Regions from separate parts of the Hordeum vulgare genome. Here region 2 is linked to region 1. A link is a contact called in public HiChIP or PLAC-seq data. All regions are on one chromosome and are shown on one strand. The core of a region is the stretch at or near the end of the contact, and the rest is flanking DNA. Distances in the headings are between cores, read along the strand shown.

Region 1 (4,524 bases), core at 1,185-3,684:
GTCGGATGGCAGTGGCGGCGGGGGTGAGGGGAGGGAAAGAAATGTAGGAAAGGGGGAGAACACGACGGGAATAGGCGTGATTGTCGCCGACAACGTGGACCCACTCGACTTTTCGCTTCGAACGGTGCCCCCGGGGAGGGCTGGATTCGGCTTGGGTTCGTCGGTTGTTATTACGGCCCAAACCGGCGCTAAAGGAGAAGTTGGGGGCACGGTTGGGCCGTTTTTTCGCCGCCGGCTCTAAAAAAGGCTTCGTGATGGGGCTTGTTGGAGGGGGGGAGGGGACGGATGAGTGGAGATGCTCTAACGACTCAATAGAAAGCTTTAGAGTTTACTAGCAAATATGCCCGTGTGTTGCAATGGGAGACAAAAAAATTATGCATTAATCAAATAAGTATGACTCAATACTCTGACATAAAAGTATCTCCTATTTTAACACGGTGGCTCACCATGTTGTTATTTATTTTTCTTTCCTCGCCGATGATGGTTACGATGTCCACGTGATCACAATGCATTTAACGTAGTAAATACCAAGGCTATGAGCTTACCACTGCACACCCCACCTTTCATTATGTTGCGCAAGGAAATGTTGACAACTTTAAAAACAAATCTCATCGATAATGAACTACTCCCAACGCCTAGACATATAAAGACTTTCATAATACTAATCAAATCCTAGACATGAAAGTTTATTGAATCGGTGAACGGGTTTCCAAATCCACAATTTTTTTTGAAAAAAACTTGGATTTTTTCAAAAAAATACCATACATTATTTTTTTACAAACATTTTTTGAATTGATGAACAATTTTTAACTCAGCAAACATATTTTAAACATACGAGGTTTTTAGTTTAAAAATTCCGAATTGGTTTAAAGATGGAAGGAAACAGAATGAGGGAAAAAAAGATAAAAACAAAATAAAAAAAATAGCAAAGCAAGCCACGCATATGTGAGGAGGACTTACGGGAGAAAAGGAGAGATTGGGAAACCTTGGTCTGTCCGCTGAAATCGTTAGGCCTTAGCCACCATGCTACGTACGCGTCTTCGAGTTTTCTCAGTATCACATACTTTGGAAAGGAAAAAACTGAATCGTTTTTTGACTTACGGTGGCATGACGGGTAATTTATGCCAACTTCAGGGGTAATTTTAATGACGTAGCATAGAAGCAATAGGTGCTTTATTAATAGGTAAAGATTTATAAAAAAACTTGTCCGTTAGCAAAAACTGATTTATTAAAGATGAGAAAAGCCAGGGTTCCTTTTCAAAAGAAAAACATGGTGAGAAAAAACCACACACCGCAAGGAAGATATGGAAAGTTACGGACAGCTGGTCATCGCCACAACTCGGAAAACACTGACTGACATGTGGTCCAAGTTCTAAAAAAGTCGAACAAGAAAAACACCTCTCCAAGGCAGTCACGTGGCTCAACTTGTAGGAGAACAGTCACCAGACAGGAGAGCTTCACGTCACGAGGTAGATGGGCATCGCCGGAGCAGCCCCTCCCGTCCCCCCGGCGCCACCATGGAAACTGGCGTCCCTGAGGCTGACGTACGGAACTCCGACCGAGGCAATGCCTAGCTCGGCGGCGGCCAGGTGACCAGACCGCACGGCCGGCGACCAGCACATGCACCCCGTGGAGTCGTCGTCGCCTCCGTCATCGGCGAAGTAGAGTGGCCGGGGAGCGAACGCAGCAGCAGCACTGCAGGAGGAGGAGGGGCCTCTGCCATTGGCCTGAGCGGTGGGGTTAGACTTGGACGAGGGACGCTTGAAGAAGAGGAGCGCCGCAGAGGCCGCAGAGCTCCACCACCCGCGGCGGCGCTGCTTGCTATTGTGCTGCGCGTGCTGGTGCTTCTTCGAGATGGGCTTCTGGAGCTTGAACCGCCAGGGGTCCAGCAGCGCAGGCGTCTGCTGCTGGTGGCGCTTCACGTTGGGCTGAGAAATTGAAGGAGCAGAGCGAGTTTCAACAGTTGGGAAGCCGAGAAATTGATCGAGGAACTAATAGTTAATTAAGAGGAGACTGACCTGCGGGGAGAGGCGGAGGAGCTGGGGGTCGAAGCCGTAGTCGCTGAAATGGTGCGTCGGCTCCGTCTCGTCGGCAGCTGCTGCGAACGGGAAGACCGGCGTCCTCGTCGTGGCGGTGGCCGCCCTCTTCTTCCCCATGACTGGACTACGGACTAACTCCACAGCCGACTTACCAGCCAATTATGAGTCCTGTAGTATACAGTAGTACAAGTGAAGAGCGGAATGGAAGACAAAATGGAAAACTCGTGGAAGCTCTGTTTTCGGCGAATATTTCTTTGTAGTACGCTCCTCCTTGGGAGTAATAAACTGAGTGAGTTCGATGGATTAGTGCCGGAGCGTGTCGAGATGAGTGGGTGCTGGCGGGTGACGAGCTGAGCCGATGACTGGTAGCGACTAGCGAGTGGGCGCGGCAGTGATGAGTGGCGGGGGCAGGTAAATAGTGACCGTTGCAGCCGCTGCGCCCACGCGCGTGGCCACCTTTTTCTTCCTTTTCGTCGTCTTCCTTTGCAGGGGCTAGCGTGCGCTCCGTTTTCTCCCTTCTGGCTGCACCGCTCGCAGTAATGAAGCTGCCGCTGGCTGCCACCACAAGCTTACTGCAATGCTGCTGCTTCATGATGGAGGCTGAGTACTCTGATGCGAGTATCCGACTGATTTACCAACATGATCATGGTGCGAACAACGCGTGTTTCGGAACAGAGTAGCACAAGGTCACAGCGCACTCTTTTGCCAGATTCTCTCTTCGGATTGTAAAAAAAATATGAAGTGCAATTTTGGAAGAAGGTGAGGAGGGGGACGATTATGAAAGAATCGACCAAAAGAACTATCCATGGAGTGAGGCCCTGTTTGAAACATATAATCTAGTTTTTATAATCTATTATGTCTTTAAACAGGATAAATTATGATGTAGATTATAAAAACTAGATAAACAGATTATTAAAAACTCATAATCTACCATACCCAGCTAAAATCAGATTATGAATTGCTAATGACCCATTGCCCTTGTAAAGTTGAAGATAATTACATTTCTGCCACCACCACCCTCCTCTTTTAAAAAAAACAGAGGACGGACATGTCATTATGCAATATAAAATCTGGATTATAGTTTATATAATCGGACCTCCAAACATGCTCATCTAGATTATTTTTATAAACCAGATTATATAATCTATCTTCATAATCCAGATTATTATAATCTATTGTGGTTTCAAATAGGGCCCGAGATCCGTGTCTCATAAAATGTGAGATAACGGGAAGGAAACTGAGACAATGGTCGGGTTTGCGTGGACCTCTTTCTAGTTTTTTTAAACAAAGGCAAAAGCTTTGCCTCATCGATTAATTAAAAAAATTTAGTTAATTAAAGAAAAACCGAGCAAATATCAATACAAACGGATCACGGACTAACTACTCACATGACAAGAAACCCCACATACGCACACACGGTTGCCGCAGATTACACTATATCCACAAACCTCGGCATCTACTACGCCATGTGATCCCCGATAAAAACACCTCGACAAAATACATCAGAAACCTTCCAACCCACAACAACAACCCAATCCAGAAGGACGGGCCGAAAGACTCAATATCATCCATCAACCAGCCACAGACGCCTTGTCTATGGCACTACTCTTACCTATGTCCACCTTCTATTGTTTGCCTATTATTGATGTCCCTGTTAGGAGGTAAGCAATTGACCTATCCAAACCAGGTCTTCCAACCTCCACACTGACGAGCATGTTGTTGGGGAATGTTGTATGGGAAACAAAAAAAATTCTACACGCACACAAGATCTATCCATGGTGATGACCATCTACGAGAGGGGAGAGTGCATCTACATATCCTTGTAGATCGCTAAGCGGAAGCGTATATAATGCGGTTGATGTAGTGGAACATCTTCGCGATCAAAACCGCATCCCGTCCCGCGATCTCATCACAATCCGTCCCGCGATCCCATCACGATCCATCCTGATCTAGTGTCGAACGGACGGCGTCTCCGCGTTTAGCACACGTACAACTTGATGACGATCACTGTTGGAATTATGCCCTAGAGGCAATAATAATATAGTTATTATTGTAATTCCTGTATCAAGATAATCGTTTATTATCCATGCTATAATTGTATTGAATGAAGACTTATATACATGTGTGGATACATAGACAAAACACTGTCCCTAGCAAGCCTCTAGTTGGCTAGCCAGTTGATCAAAGATAGTCAGTGTCTTCTGATTATAAACAAGGTGTTGTTGCTTGATAACTGGATCACGTCATTAGGAGAATCACGAGATGGACTAGACCCAAACTAATAGACGTAGAATGTTGATCGTGTCATTTTGTTGCTACTGTTTTCTGCGTATCAAGTATTTGTTCCTATGACCATGAGATCATATAACTCACTGACACCGGAGGAATACTTTGTGTGTATCAAACGTCACAACGTAACTGGGTGACTATAAAGATGCTCTACAGGTATCTCCGAAGGTGTTCGTTGAGTTAGTATGGATCGAGA
Region 2 (4,407 bases), core at 533-3,032, 140 kb before region 1:
TTGAAAATATATTAATCTAGGATGCATTCTTGTGATATGCAAACTGATGCAAGTACCGGTTATTAGCCATGCATGTCCTGCAATTTATTTCTTATCTTCTAAAGAATCAAGTTCTAGGTCTAAAATTGGTCTATCCTAGTCAAAAAGCCGTGTAAGCACTAAATAATCATTCAAGAACCCCAGAAGGACAAGAATGGTCATTTTTGTCCAAGAACTTAAGACGAGACATGGAACGTTAGAAGTTATTGGGTAAACAAAACAGTTTGCCCATAAGAAGTTGGCACATTTTACATTACGAATCCTTTGTACTCAATAAGGACAACGATAGCTATCCATGATAGTTTATCTGAAAGCCCAATTCATGAAATAAATGCATTCCTAAGTTTTTGTAACCAAATGAAAACTCAGCACTTTCAGCAAATATTAAGGAAGAAAATCCCCAAAGTTCAAATTAGTAGTTTATGAGACAGTAGCGGCACAATGTTGCACTTGGACCTGCGAGTGTAGCTCTTTACTATCCAAATTTCATATACACGTTCAAGGACATTCTGAACATAAACCCATCATTGCTAATTAGCCTGGGCCGTCAATTCAGAAGAACTGAAACTGCACTTATCCGAATCGAATTTGAGCCAACAAATAACCTGACACATTTCATACTTGGAGTCCTCGCCTTCTAACACCAAACTATGAAGGTCGAGCACCCAACAACGCAATAGTCACACCCCACTAGCAATGCCATCAGTGGGAGAAAATTGAATCTCAATTCAAATGCCCGCGTTCATGTCCTGCTATTAGTATACTGGATTATTGGCCACTCAAATCAACTGATGGTGTGAAAACCTAGAACCAAACGAAGCAATTGAGGCAACAACCAGAAGCGTGGCTACAACAAGAGTAAGTGCCGTCCAATTAAACTGGGACGCCTAACTTGATCATAGATTTTGTCCACGCAAAATTTCGGACTAATCAGCAGCATCTCATGACGCCGAATTCGCACGACCTCCCAGGAACCCGAGCAGAGTCGGGCATCCCCGATGAGAAGTACGATATGTTCGGAATCGTGAACAGGAGAAGAGTAAGGGTGGGCAGAGGAGGATCCGCGGACCTGCTTGTAGTTGATCTCGATGGTGTAGGAGAGCAGCATGGGGGTGATGTCGCCGGCGTCGGGGCGCGAGACGGAGAAGATGGTGGCGCGGGGGAGCTCCTCGAACACCCGCGCGGCCTCGGAGAGCCGGAACGACGCCGACGCCGCGAGGACCTCGGGCCGCCGCGCCGGCGCCGACGGCGACGAGGAGGAGGACGCCGACGCGTCCCCCTCGGCGGCGGGCTCCGGCTGCATCCGCTCGTACCGGTGGCCGTGGCGCTCCGCCGGCAGGCGCTCCATGTTCATGGAAGCTTCGCGAAGGGGGGGGGGGGGGGGGGGGGGGGCAGGCCGGACGGGGGCTCGTCCGATCTGGCTGGCTGGACGGCGAATTTCCCCCGAGTTGTATACGGATTTGGTTTGGTTTCCTTGGGGGTGCGGGAATGGGCCGGCAGGAAAGGGGGCCGGAACGCGAGAAGGACGTCAGAATCCCACGGCTTGGACTTTCGAACTGGATGGGGGAAACTACGAATTCCGGGAACGCAACCGGGAGAACGGGGAGATTCTTCTCGGATCAAATCATCAAAAGAAACAGCGGAGGAACATGGAGGAATTCGGGTTTGGGGGACGGAGAATCACGGAGCGTCGTGTGTGGGGCCGGCTTGGGCTGGTGCACGCGTCGGCCTTCCACGGACGCCGGGAGAAGCAACCACCTTTCCAAACTTCGGTGGAGTCGGGACCGGTGGAAACGGACAGCAGGTCGGCAAAAAACGTACGTGCTTTATTGCCACGGGCCCATTTGATGATTTGAATATAGACATGCACAAACATGATGGAGTGGTACATTTAAAGAATAGTGAAAGAGCAAACCAACTTAGATGATTAGAGATATAGTTTAAGTCTTGTTGATGGCATTATTTTTGAATTTATTTTAGTATTTTTGATGATGCGTTTTAGTGGGAGGAGACGTTTCCGTCGACGACGAGGCACGTAAATTTCAAGATGATATGTCGGCTCAGTCTCTTGAAGATGCTTATAAGGATAAGGTATGTGTGCGTGCGTTCATAGAGGCATGAGCGCTTGCGTCTGTTTTAAAAATAAATAAAAGCATGCACTCCCTCATTCCGTCTCATAATATAAGAGCATTTTCTAGATTAGCATAGTATCAAAAAAGCTCTTGTATTATGGGACTCAGGGAGTAGCTGTTAAGGATGGATGGTTGTTTTGGAATGTAATAAGAGCATATACGTCTTAAAAGTAATTAAATCTTTATATTTTTTGTATTTTAAGTTTTTGGTAAAAAAAAAGCATCCAGAACAAATACACTAATAATGAACCAACCCGTAAATATTAAAGGGTGCCGAAAATTCACATCCGAGACCCTTATATTTGAAGGCTCAAAGGCTGAGGGTGCCCCACACTATTGGAATCCAGTAAATTGTCGTCCGTCATGCATTTGTCGTCTGCTGACACATGACAAAGAACCTCTTTACCGTCAGCTGGCAAACACCGGACAACAAAGAGCAGACTGATGGCAAAGACAATGTTTGCCATCAGTTTGCTCTTTGTCGTCTGCCAAAAAGACGACAAAGACATTGTTTGCCATATGTGAGCTCTTTGCCGAGGCAACAGGCAGACGACATAGGGCATGGGATGGCCCCCTGGTCCGCTGGCCAACCAGCCCTAACGGATGCCCCTCTTTGTCGTCTGCCTTGTACCTCTTTGTCGTCGGGGGACAGGCGGCAAAGAGGGTGACGCCCTAACGGCCATCACCCCCACCCCCACACCCCCTCTCTCCCCCATAACGGTTGGATCTCTCTCTCTCTCTCACCCCCGAAACCCACCCCCGCCGCCGGAGCTCGCCCTCCCCTCCTCTCCCGCGACCTGCTGCCGGAGCTCGCCCTCCCCTCCACCATCGCCCTCCTCCTCCACCACCGCCCCTTCCTCCACCACCGCCCTCCTCCTCCACGGGCCCTCCTCCTCCGTGTGACCCCTCCTCCATCATTGCCTCCTCCTCCACCACCGCCTCCTCCTCCCTACGACCCCCTCCTCCTCCACCACTGCATCCTCCTCTGTGTGACCCCCTCCTCCAGCACCGCCTCCTCCTCCCTGCAACCCCCTCCTCCACCGCCATCTCGTAGCTGCGCCTGGACCCGAGCTCACCCCCGTCTGCCAAGGAGAAGACCAGCAGCAGCGGCCCAGGATCCTCTCAGGTGAGACTCCCTCTCTCTCTCTCTCTCTCTCGAATTTTAACAAATTGACTTGCAACAATATGATAAATTGGTAAATTGATAAATTGATAGTTTAGGCCCATTTAAACTACTATGGCATGGTTAGTTTAGGTTTGGTTTTAGTTTTAGGTTAGTTTAGGTTTAGGTTTAGCTTAGTTTAGGTTCACGTTTAGTTTTCGTTTTCGTTTTAGGTTAGTTTAGGTTTAGGTATAGTTTTAGTTTTAGTTTTAGTTTTAGGTTGGTTTAGTTTTAGTTTTAGTTTTTGATTTTTTTAGGTTAGTTTAGTTTTACTATTAGGTTAGAAAAAAAAACCGACACGACGCCCCGACACCCTGACACGACGCCCCAACCCGACACCCCGACACGATGCCCCGACACGACAACCGGACAAGACGCCCCGACATGACACCCCGACACCCCGATACGATGCCCCGACACCCCGACACGACGCCCCGACACCCCGACACGATGCCCAGACACGACACCCCTGACACCTAGACATGACGCCACTAACCCCCGACCCCCGACCCCCGACGTCACTAACCCCTGACCCCCGACGCCACTGACCCTCGACCCCCGACGCCACTAATCCTCGACCCTTGACACCACCGACACCCGACACCACCGACCCTCGATGGCACTGACTCCCGACGCCACTCACCCCCGATCCCCGACACCTCTTCTACCTCCTGTTGAACTAGAGGGTGATTTTCGGCCTTCCAGAGGCCGACGGGGTCATAGTTTTGTAAATTATGAGTTAGGTCACATATTTTTCAATTATGTTATAAAAATATCATATTTGTGTTGATCGGGTGAATTTCAATGTGCAGTTGTTCGACGACCTCCCCGTGCGTTGGACGAGCTCCGCCCATGCGTTTGTGGGTGAGCACAAATGACTTCTCCTCCTACCCTCTTAATTTGCTTTGTTCCGGTCTTTGTGCCGATGAAACTTGCTATCTATAGGTTTTCTTCAATCATCAGTATGCGTGACCAGTATATGTCCCCCGTTCGAAAGGGCGGCATCTATAAATATGCATGTCTTTGCATATTTATAACCGCCATCCTTTCGAATTGTCCAACGTTATCCATGGA

Evidence for each region. HiChIP or PLAC-seq counts read pairs in DNA pulled down with a chosen protein or histone mark.
Region 2: a contact with region 1 is called in an H3K4me3 HiChIP or PLAC-seq map of embryo, with 7 times the contacts expected there. The contact joins the promoter of LOC123440700 here to the promoter of LOC123412282 in region 1. A contact is called at or near these places in 1 of 6 Hi-C or Micro-C datasets (leaf) and 1 of 1 datasets of contacts at active chromatin or transcription factors (embryo).

What each region holds. Positions count from the first base shown.
Region 1 is chr1H:405,394,324-405,398,847 of MorexV3_pseudomolecules_assembly, reverse strand. It overlaps LOC123412282, which reads right to left and starts at 2,434. Exons shown (of 2, transcript XM_045105234.1): 1 at 2,019-2,434; 2 at 1,211-1,928. The coding sequence starts at 2,156. The coding sequence ends at 1,458.
Region 2 is chr1H:405,538,334-405,542,740 of MorexV3_pseudomolecules_assembly, reverse strand. LOC123440700 (phospholipase D zeta 1) reads right to left here and starts at 1,782. Exons shown (of 20, transcript XM_045117257.1): 1 at 1,109-1,782. The coding sequence starts at 1,393.